2 separate regions of the Sus scrofa genome follow, and region 1 is linked to region 2. A link is a contact called in public HiChIP or PLAC-seq data. All regions are on one chromosome and are shown on one strand. The core of a region is the stretch at or near the end of the contact, and the rest is flanking DNA. Distances in the headings are between cores, read along the strand shown.

Region 1 (2,700 bases), core at 140-2,639, 480 kb after region 2:
TTCTGCATTTAGTTTCTGAGGTGCTTCCATACGGTTCTGCACAGTGGCTGTACCAGTTTCCATTCCCGCCAGCTGTGCAGGAGGGTTCCCGCTTCTCCACACCCCCTCCAGCATGTGTTATTTGTAGACTCACTAATGATGGCCGTTCTGACTGGTGTGAGTGAAGCCTACTTTTGAAAGCCCCAAAGAGAAACCGAAGCCCTGGCAGGAAAGAAAGGGGCAGGTTTTTGAGTTAGTGTTTTCATTTTCTTCAAATAAATACCCAGGAGTGGGATTGCTGGTCACACTTAGCCTCTGCTCCCTTGAGAGCTGCCAGGGAGGGAGGGAGAGTGCCTGCGGGGCAGGGAGCCCTGGCTGGGAGAGGCCCCGGTGCTGTCTTTCTCAGGGTTCTCAGAACCCCCAGAGGGTCTGGTGCCCGGAGGCTGTGGAAGAGAGAGTCTCGAGGAGACGGTGAGCCCCTGTCCCTCCGTCCACTGGCTGGAGTCCGGCATGATGCTGGGGCGCTGGCGGGCAGGAGCCCTGCGGCAAGAGGGGTGCAGAGTGAGCATGGGCCTGACCTTCAGCACGGGGGCACCACGGGCCCCGAGACATGCATTCAGGTGGGAATTATACTCCACAGGCTGAAGACCAGGGTCAGAAAGAGTCTGGAATAGCTCGCTAGTAGTTTACATTGGTTACCTTTGGTTGGGTAATATTGTGGGTACCTTGAGTTAAATAAAATAATATTAATAAGAATTCTCCTGTGGGTTTTTTTTGGGGGGATATTTAATAGACCTTATTTTTTTTATTTTTTTGTCCTTTTTGTCTTTTTAGGGCTGAACCACGGGAAATGGAAGTTCCCAGTCTAGGGGTCGAATTGGAGCTGAAGCTGCCGGCCTACACCACAGCCACAGCAATGCCAGATCTGAGCCGTGTCTGGGACCTACACCACAGCTCACGGAAACGCCAGATCCCCGACCCACTAAGTGAGGCCAGGGCTCGAACCCGCATCCTCATGGATACTGGTCGGATTTGTTTCCACTGAGCCATGGCAGGAACTCCTTTGCTTGTTTGTTTATTGTCTTTTCAGGGCCGTACCCCTGGCTTATGTAGTTTCCCAGGCGAGGGGTCAGATCAGAGCTCTAGCTGACCACCTACACCACAGCCACAGCAACGCCGGATCCTTAACCCACAGAGCGAGACCAGGGACCGAACCTGCATCCTCATGGATACTAGTCAGATTCGTTTCTGCTGAGTCACAACAGGAACTCCCTATTTTTTTTTTTTTTTTTTAATGGCAGTTTTAGGTTCCCAGAGAAATAGAGCAGGAAGTGTAGAAGGTTCCCTTGCAGCCTTACACATGCACAGCCTCCCACGTTGTCAGCCTCCCCGTGGCTTGTCACTGTCATCGCTCAAATTCGTAATTTCCGTCGGGGTTCACTCTTCGTGTTATGCATTCTGTGGGTTTGGGCGAGTAGGTCATGCCGTGTCCATCATTACCGTGTCACTCTGAGTTGTGTCACTGCCCTTAAAATCCTCTGTGCTCTGCCCATGCACCCTCCCTACCCCAGCCCCGGCAACCCCAGATCTTCTTGCTGTCTCTGTGGTTTGCCTTTTCTCGAGGGTCATGTATAAGAATCAGCCCTACAGTATGTGGCCTTTTCACGCAGTAGCAGTAACGTGCATTAAACGTTGCTTTGTTTCTGTTGACTAGAGGGGCCACGGTTTATCCATTCACCTTCCGAAGGAGAGTTTGGCTTCCAAGTTCTGACAACTATGAGTAATATTGTTACAAACATCTGTATGCAGGCTTTTTTCTGTTTTTCCTTTTCTCGTTGTAGGGCCACACCTGTGGTTTATGGAAGTTCCTGGAGCTAGGGGTCAAACCTGAGCTGCGGCTGCCAGCCTGCACCACAGCCACAGCAGTGCCAAATCTTAGCCACATCTGCAGCCTACACCATAGCTCACGGCAGCACCAGATTCTTAACCCACTGAGCAAGGCCAGGGGTATATCCATATCCTTGGTTCGACTGGGCGTGGGTGGATAGAAGGCGCCTCTGCTCGTGTGAGCAGAGCCATGCTGCTGACGTGGGGCTCACAGCTCTGTGAATGGCTGCCTTGGAATTGCATCCAGTTTTCAAATGCAGCAGGTCCATGTGGGATCTCTGCCTAGAAGCCTTTCCCAGCCTCTCCCCTCTGATGATTTCTGGAGATTGCTATAAAGACTGTTAAATCCGGAGCTCCTGGCCTAGCGCAGCAGGAACGAATCTGATTAGCATCCATGAGGACATAGGTTTGCTCCCTGGCCTCGCTCAGTGGGTTAAGGATCCAGAGCTGCTGTGAGCTGTGGTATAGGTCACAGATGCGGCTCGGATCTGGCGTTGCTGTGACCGTGGTGTGGGCCAGAGGCTACAGCTCCAATTCAACCCCAGCCTGGGAACCTCCATATACCACAGGTGCAGCCCTAAATAAATAAGTAAAAAATAGATAAAGACTGATAAATCCTACACAGAATGACCAGTTACTGCGATTGTCAGATATCTTCAGGTTTATAAGGGGATGCACACTGAGAGGTTAGTCGAATTCTGATAACAGTTTTTCACTTGACTGCGTTAGTCCTAGTTTAAAGAGTGGTGAAAAGAAATGTAAGAAATACGTATTTCCAGAACTGCGAGTCTTTTAACTATGTGATATGCTGCTATTAATAAATTCCAGGTACGT
Region 2 (2,734 bases), core at 156-2,655:
GACAAGAGTTTTGAGGCCGGTCCCTCCCTGCACCGGACGGGCCGGCCCATCAGCGACGTGACTGGACGCTGCTGCCGATGGTGGAGACAGTTAGAAGTTGGGACACCAATTCGATTTGTCATTAAGGAATGCTTCTTACTCTTTTTTAGCTGACGTAGTGGTTTGGTTTCGTTTAAAAATGGGTTTTTTTTCTTGGTCTTTTTGCTATTTCTTGGGCCGCTCCCGCGGCATATGGAGGTTCCCAGGCGAGGGGTCGAATCGGAGCTATCGCCCCTGGCCCAAGCCAGAGCCACAGCCACGCAGGATCCAAGCCGTGTCTGCGACTTACATCACAGCTCACGGCAACGCCGGATCCTTAACCCACTGAGCAAGGGCAGGGATCGAACCTGCACCCTCATGGTTCCTAGTCGGATTCGTTAACCACTGAGCCACAACGGGAACTTCTCGTTTAAAAATGTATACCTTCTAGCTATCCGGCATCGCCCTGAGCTGTGGTATAGGTTGCAGACGTGGCTCGGATCCCACGTGGCTGTGGCTCTGGTGTAGGCCAGAGGCTATAGCTCCGATTCGACCCCTAGCCTGGGAACCTACATGTGCCAGGGGAGCGGCCCTAAAAACAAACAAACAAACAAAAGAATTTATACCTGATAGAAATGCGTATAGACTTGGTCAGAGAGGTGCCTCACCACCTGGGACTTGCCTCCCACTCGAGAGTGGTGAGGGAGGGGCACGGGTGTGGCTGGATCAGGCCCAGCCTGGGTGGTGGTGCTGCGGAGACAGGGCACAAGGAGGAGAGCCGGCCTTGAAGGCAGACTGGGCGCGTCTGGTAGATGTGCGGGGTGTCCCTGTCTGGGGGTGGGTGTCTGGGACGCTGTCCCGGCGGGATGGACGCTGGAGCAGAAGGCGGACGGGGCTCGGTAGAGGGTGGCATGGGCATCTGGAGGGACCAGCCTGTGTGGGCACCCGTGATGGGACCGCAGAGGGCTGCTGTGGCGGGAGCCCGGCTGAGGGATCTGTTTGTGAAAACAAGGGCCAGGTCCTTTTCATCCCGGAGGGCTTTCAGCGGGGGCAGGCGCGGTCTGTGGGCTTTGGGAAGCCCCTGTCTCGGCGTCGGCTCTAGGTGGTGATGGGAGCATCGGGGAGAAGGAGGAACTGCTCTTGGGCTTGGAGTCTCTCTGGCTGTCCTGGCTGTGGGTCCGTGTGGGACCGAACGGCCCCGCCCCCTTGACGTTGGGGCGGCCACGTGATTTGCTTTGGACAGTGAGCAGTGACGTGTTGCTTTTGACTGGAAGCTTTGAGAGACGTGTGCTTTATCACGTCCCCTTTTCTGTCTCACGGAAGTGCACAGATATGTACTGTGAGCCAGGATGGCACCGGGTCTGGTGGCTCTCAAAGTCCGGTGTCCAGACTGGCAGCATCCGTCACCTGGGAACACCCTAGCAGTGCACCTGCCAGCCCTGCTGGGTCTTAGCTCTGGGCTGGGGCCCAGCCATCTGCTCCGAAGAGCCCTGCCCAGGGTCCTGGTGTCTGCCCTCCTGCTGCCCCAGGTCTGCTGGAGCCTGGGGTGTGGTCCTGGCTGAGCTGGTGGCTGAGGACAGGAGGGCAGGGCTGGCGAGCTGGGAAGGGCTCTGCTGGGAAACTGCAAAGGGGGAGGCCGCAGTGATGGCCCCTGTGCTTTTTGTCAGACAAAATCAGACAGGTGGGCACGCCATCCTCTGTCCAGACGGTATATATTTTGTAAGCATTTGCACTTTCTTGAGTTTCAGGGTTCAGAAACTGGGAAAAGCCTGTAAAGGAATTTTTAAAATTTCATTGACTCCTTCACTCAAATAGTGCTTTTCTCAGCGAAGCCCACCTTGACCGTCCACTTGTAATTGTGCGTCTGTGCTCTCTGGCCCCTTGTTTGCTGTCAACCCCTCGAGGACAGTTCAGCACGGGGCCCCTCCTGGCCACGTCCGAGAGCGGGCGTGGGGGCTGCGCGGCCTGAACGTGGCTGGGCACGGAGTGGTGCTGAGGCCCTGCTTCTCCTGGGTTGGAGCTCTTCTCTTGGGTGGAGTCGGACTTCAGGCAACTTCCTCTTCCTCGGCCCTGCCGGGCGCAGGGAGGGGTCACACCGAGAGTGTCCGCTTTTCCTCCCTTTTCTTCTGCAGCTGAAATCGCCTACTTGCTTTGTAGAAGATGAGTTGCTTTTATGTAGCATGTTGACAGTTTATTGGGTTCTTGTCTGTTGCGTCTGAAGTCTGTATTTAAAACGTTTATTTCTTTAAAATTCAGCGGCTTATAACTTCTTCGAAAAAAACATTGGTGGTTCTTGTTTGTCCAGTGTCTGCCACGGAGGCCAGGCCTGTGCGCGTTTCTCAGACCCCAGGCTGCTCTGGCTGCTTTAGGGACCGTTGTGAGTTCGATCCCGTCTGTAGAGGGCGCACACCCCATAGGTGGTTACCCGCTCAGCTTCCTTGGGAGGGGACCCTGTTCATTTTCGTTGGTCGATAAACTTCTGAGGTAGAAGACGTGTGTGTCTAGGTGGCGCATTAGAAATGGAGTGAGTGTTGATGGGCCCCTGCCCTGACTTACACGTCTGCCTCTGGAGACTCCAGGGTGACTCGGGGGAGCTGGGCACCGCAGCGTGTGAAGGGCCCACACTGCGTGTCGGGGGGCCGGGTCCTGTTCTTGACTGTGCCCTCTTTGGGGTTGCCCTTGTCTCCTGGGAGCCATCACAGCTTCTTTTCTCTGC

What was found. HiChIP or PLAC-seq counts read pairs in DNA pulled down with a chosen protein or histone mark.
Region 1: an H3K27ac HiChIP or PLAC-seq map of alveolar macrophages shows a contact between it and region 2. The contact joins two enhancer-like sites. A contact is called at or near these places in 1 of 5 promoter capture datasets (fetal liver) and 1 of 2 datasets of contacts at active chromatin or transcription factors (alveolar macrophages).

What each region holds. Positions count from the first base shown.
Region 1 is chr8:1,427,217-1,429,916 of Sscrofa11.1, forward strand. All of the region lies in intron 1 of FAM193A (protein FAM193A), which reads left to right. Among named protein-coding and RNA genes, the nearest start is that of FAM193A, 40 kb to the left of the region's middle. Within about 2 kb of position 1,390, at least 2 of the 83 cell types and tissues checked have an H3K27ac peak or open chromatin away from gene starts, as enhancers often do. A contact at or near this core is called in alveolar macrophages, where this site is marked.
Region 2 is chr8:946,731-949,464 of Sscrofa11.1, forward strand. The region is part of intron 1 of NSD2 (histone-lysine N-methyltransferase NSD2); the gene reads left to right. Among named protein-coding and RNA genes, the nearest start is that of NSD2, 9.3 kb to the left of the region's middle. Within about 2 kb of position 1,406, at least 31 of the 83 cell types and tissues checked have an H3K27ac peak or open chromatin away from gene starts, as enhancers often do. A contact at or near this core is called in alveolar macrophages, where this site is marked.